Regions from separate parts of the Mus musculus genome. Here region 2 is linked to region 1. A link is a contact called in public promoter capture Hi-C data. All regions are on one chromosome and are shown on one strand. Each heading gives the region's core, a stretch centred on a gene start, on an enhancer-like site or on the middle of the called end of the contact. The rest is flanking DNA. Distances are from core to core; before and after follow the strand shown. Region 1 holds the start of R3hdml (R3H domain containing-like). Region 2 holds the start of Pkig (protein kinase inhibitor, gamma).

What was found. Capture Hi-C pulls out chosen DNA fragments and counts their contacts.
Region 2: a promoter capture Hi-C map of adipose tissue shows a contact between it and region 1. The contact joins the promoter of Pkig here to the promoter of R3hdml in region 1. A contact is called at or near these places in 2 of 9 other capture datasets (adipose tissue and liver).

What each region holds. Positions count from the first base shown.
Region 1 is chr2:163,491,019-163,493,595 of GRCm38.p6, forward strand. It overlaps R3hdml (R3H domain containing-like), which reads left to right and starts at 1,300. Exons shown (of 5, transcript NM_001099331.2): 1 at 1,300-1,734. The coding sequence starts at 1,474.
Region 2 is chr2:163,657,081-163,659,657 of GRCm38.p6, forward strand. Pkig (protein kinase inhibitor, gamma) reads left to right here and starts at 1,306. Exons shown (of 4, transcript NM_001039391.2): 1 at 1,306-1,412.

The DNA of each region.
Region 1 (2,577 bases), core at 50-2,549:
GTCTGAAGCGCTTTGTTGTTGCGCACACACACACACACACACACACACACACACACACACACCATGCTGTCTGAGTGGGGTTCACCTCAGACATCTGTATTTTGTTTGACTACAGAACAGAACATCATTTGTTCATGCTAACAGGGCTCCGGGGAACAGACTTGGATTTGAACCTAGGCTCTACTTGAAGGCGCCTTTTTCCTTCACCTCTGGGAGCTTCAGAGTCTTCCTTTACAGAATGGTACAGAGAGGGGTTGTGGCGCCTCTGAATGTTGGCTGAGCTTGTGTGTGTAAAGCTCTCATCCCAGGGTGTGGCACATATTAGATGCTCATACCTGGACCGCCGTCATATCTGCCCACCCGGAGGCTACGGGCTTCCTTGGGAGAAGTCAGAACTCTCTCCTGCTGCCTTGTTCTACAAGGGTCTGGGATCTCCATGGATGCATGGGATTCTCCCTCCAGGATCCCTACCTCATCACTCTATCTCCAGCCAGCTGGCAGCTCAGCCACAGCCCCTGCACATTCCAGATGGCAAAGGGAGCAGGAGGAGAGAGCTGGAGAGGAAAGCCCACAGGAGAGGCAGGCGGGGCCTCACTCCCTGAATATGCTGGCTAGAGAAGGAGGGGGCTGCTGGCTGGGACATCAGAGGCCATCACTCCCCGGGGACCTTAAAGTCGCTGCACTACCAGAGTATTTGTAGAGGTCCCCTGACTTCTCCACCACCTCCTGCCACCTCCTGGGGCCACCTGTTCTGGGTATGTGCCCCCCAGAGAACCTGATGCCTGGTTTCCCCTAGCCTTTCCTGGCCTCTCCTCTCCCCTCCCCTCCCCTCCCCTCCCCTCCTCTCCTCTCCTCAATTCTATTTCCCTTTGCCTCCATTTCTGCCACAGTTTCTTTTCATGACAACTCTCTGCTCTTCCTTCTTCCTGTTTCTTTCGAATCCCCCTTTTTCTGTCTCCTTTTGTTTGCCTCTCCTTGTCTTTTTCTCTGACCTCCGATGTCCTCTCTGCCTCTGTCATCTTCTGCCATCTGACCTTCCCATGTCACCCCGTCCATCCTGAGGCCACTTCACTCAGAAAAGGGCCTGTCCTGCTTCTGTGGGCATCTACTGAGCCCAACATTATGGGATTGGTAAAGAAGGCATTTGGCCAGAGGGGATGGCCGTCTGTCTCCTGGACAGATGCGACAGAGCCCTGGCTTTGAGGTGGTGGCAACTTCCCACTCCCAAGCCCAGTCTGAATTAGCCACTGTCTGGGCACTTCTCATCACCTAACCCACTGAGTCCAGGGAGCAAGGAGGAAGGATTGAGTATCGGGACGAGAGCTGGGTCAGAGGATCTCTGCCAAGTTCCCAAGGAGCATTCTCCAGACTGGCAGTGCTCAAGGAGAGTTCTCAGGGTTTGGCCTTCTCATACCCACCTCTTCTAGGCAGCAGCTCTAACTGCACCAGACAGGTACACCATCCCAGACAGCTATGCCTCTTCTGTCCAGCATCGTGGGCCTCACAGGCCTTCTCCTTTGGATGGGTCACACAGTGGGGGCCTTACGGATGCCCAACACCACACTGGTCCAGGGCCGACCCAAGAACACAGCTGTGTGGCCCCTGTCTGGCCTGGGGGTGCCCCGGCACCGCCGGAAGCGCCACATCTCTGCTCGGGACATGAGCGCTTTACTGGATTATCACAACCACATCCGGGCCAGCGTACACCCACCTGCTGCCAACATGGAGTATATGGTGAGTCCCAAACTTTCCCTGTGCACCATCCAGCCAAGACCAGATTGTTCACTGTGGTCTGGGGTGGCTGGCCTTGAAGAGCTAGACCATCTGCCTGTCTGTCTGGCCTAAGCAAATGGTGAAAATGGGTGGTCCCTTTTACAGATTCAGAAAGAAAGGTCCTTGCATAAATCCTCAGTGAATGAGGCTGGGGTAGGGGGTGGGGAGAGAGGAATACTATCTGTAGAGGGCCTTGGGGCCCTTCACAGAACCCTCTTCCTTCAATACTGCATTTTATCTGTTTTCCAAATGAAGGAATTGAGAGTCAGAGGAGAGGTTTGCCTAAGGTCGCCCAGCCTGGATTGCAAGCCAGGTCTGCCTGCTGCTAAGGCAGGAGTTTCCAATAACACGATATGCGGTCTGAGAATTTTGTTCCACGCTGGGCATTTGCAGGGGGTAGAGACAGGAGCTTTCCAGGCTATTGTCTCTCAGCAGAGGGGGTTGCTTGACACACCCAGACCATTCATTCTGTGGAAGACAGGCAGGCACCAGGGTATCTTGGGCTGAGGAACGCCAGGAGCTGAATCTCAGGGCAGTCTGGGATGTCTTTTTTCAAAGAGTCAGCATTAGTGTCTCTCAGCTCAGTCTCCCAGCAGCCAAAACCCTCAGCATGGAGGAGGAATACCCTCCTATCTCAGCTCCTCCCCGGGACTATTGTCCCCAAAGCCTGGAGAGATAGACTGACAGCACACAGAGACTTCTTTAGGAAAAGAGAGAGCTGATAGACTCCCACCTGCCTAACAACTGGAAATGGGGCCCCTCTCAGTGTTCTCTTATGTACTGCCTCCTACTTGGAGCCCGATG
Region 2 (2,577 bases), core at 56-2,555, 170 kb after region 1:
GAGGCCAGAGGACATAAAAATCCCCTGAAACTGGAGCTACAGACAGCTGTTAGGTATCATGCAGTTGCTGGGAATTGAAACAGGGTTTTCTGGGAGTGTGATAGGTCCTCTTAACCACATAGCCCCAAGTTAGTGATATGTTTGTTTGTTTGTTTGTTTGTTTCGAGACCGGGTTTCTCTGTGTAGCCCTGGCTGTCCTGGAAGAAACCACTCTCTCAGTCATTAATGACACTTTCCATTTCCCCTGAGTGGTCTAGCTTGTGTGACAATTTATATGTGACTCTCCTATAATAACTAAGGAACTTAAGGTGTACCAAGAACTCCTTAAATAGCTTAAGAAGCCATTCTGACCTAAAATGCAGGAGAATCCTAGGGGCCTACAGGCCTTCCCTATGTGAGACAAGAAGAGGAAACAGGACATTGCTTCTGTGAGGTAGTCAACCCCTTTGCTCTGGCTTCTGTAAACCTGCTTATGGCTCTGGGACTGGGATGAGGCGGACCCTTTCCCTCTGTACAGTGGGATGAGAAACAACTGAGAGGAGGAAAGCCAGTTCTTCCCCCAGCTGTGGGTTCCACCAAGCATGAGATAACTGTGATGCCCACTGCTGATGTCCATCTTTGTAAACCCTTCCTTTAGCCACTCCTTGGCAAGGCAATCTTTTGATTTGGCTCTAAGGCTGCCATCCAAGGCTGTGATTCTGTTAGTGGTAGCAATCAACTGATTTAATCTGAATTCAGATTTAGTCTAATTCATAGTTTTTCCCCCAAGTGGATACGAGCTCCACACCAGCTAGGAGCACCCTTTGAACTTAGGGTCCCTTATATTTGCAGGATTTCCCCCAGGAAACCTAATTGCTGAATATGAATTAATTATTTCCCATGCTGAAATTAATTCTGGTGTTTAAATTTTCGTGCCCCCCCCCCCAAAAAAAAACAAAAACAAAAAACTTTTACTTTTTTGCCACACCCCTTCGTTTCAGAGATTATGACAGAGGAATTTGTCACTCCACATCAATTTTTCTAGTCTTTATTTTCAGTCAGAGGGCTGGGCTTGTAGCTCAGTAATAGAGCATGTGTACCACCATCAAAAAAGTAATTAAAAAAAAAAAAGCTACATCTGGTGGCATAAACATCCGAGGGACAAGCCCTCACCTAGAGCCTCGATGGCCTCCATGCTCATCTTTCACTGGCCACCTCTCTGGAGAGCTAAGACCCCAGCCTCAGGACCGCTTTCCTTCCTCCGCCCATTGCTCCCAGTCGCGTCCCTTCCCGGCCGCCGTAGAGCAAGCGACGCGGGAGTTCGGCAGTCGCGTCGCCTAGGCAACGGCTCGGCGGCGGGCTGCGGGCGCCAGGCGGCCCCGGGGAGGCGCTCGCGCCGGCGGCCGGGGCTCTACGAGGCGACAAGGCGGCAGGTAAGCGGCGGTAGAGCGGGTGAACGTGACCCGGAGAGGAGCGGTCCGCCGGGCGACCGGCGAGGAACGGGTCGCGGGGACGCCAGGCAAGGACAGAGGGCCGGACCTTTGTCCCTTGGGCCCGCGAGCTGGCGCCTGCGACGCCCTCTGACCCCGGCCGAGTTCGGGTGGGTGCGCTTTCCGCTTTTATTCCTATGTATCTCTGGAGCCTCACTCGAAAGTTTTCCTTTTAAATAGTAATTTTTAAAAAGCTCCTATTTTATGAGGGTTGGTCGCGGAGTAGCTAGGAACTGAAGAGAACGTCTGCGTGTGTCGCTCTTCGTTGGTGGTGGTGGTGGGAGGTCGGCGAGATCGGACTTATTTCTGAGTCAGTTTTCTCACCTGCACAATGGGGATAATAATACCTGTCTTATAAGATGATCAAAACGTGTTTTTATATTTAAAATCCTCACTACATGGGCGCTTTTCTTGTTACTACTACGAGGAGCATCATTGAGTATTTATTGAGAACCAGGGCCTGGGCTGATCGCCAGCGGTTTAAAAAAAAAAAAAAGTGAATGAGACGTCTTGTCCTTAGGGAACTCCACTCCTGCCCGTAGGAAACTGACCTATGGACTGGTTTTTGGTGTAATTTGAGCTATGGTTTTACACGTACAGGAAGCTGAATGCAGTGGAGGCTGTTGTAGACCTTCAGAGGTGATCAGAGAGAGAGGATTACACTAGAAGGTTACTTCCAAAAGGAGGTATGTAGCTTGCCTTTTGTCTTGGCCAGAAGACTAGTCTGGTGTGTGTGCCTAGTGTTAGGAAAACGGTGCCTTGAGGAGACAGCCAAACTTCTAGAGACTCTCCCAAGAATTTCAGGCTGGAAGGGAGTCCAAAAGGTAGCAAGAGTGTCTACTTGATGTTTGAAGGATAAGCCTCGGCTCTTCTTGACAGACTTTTTTTAGGGTCGGAGGTGGCGTTATGGGTAAAGTTTTAGGATGTTTGCTTTTTATTTTTTGTGAACCCTCAAGGGATTTGTTTGTTTTAATACAGGATTTTGTGGCCTACAGTCTGGTCTTGATTAATGCTGCTGTGTAGCTGAGGCTTTGCCTTGAACTCCTGACTCTCATGTCTCTGCTCCTGAGTTTGTGAGCTTGCAGAGGCGTCTAATTAGAAGCGGGTG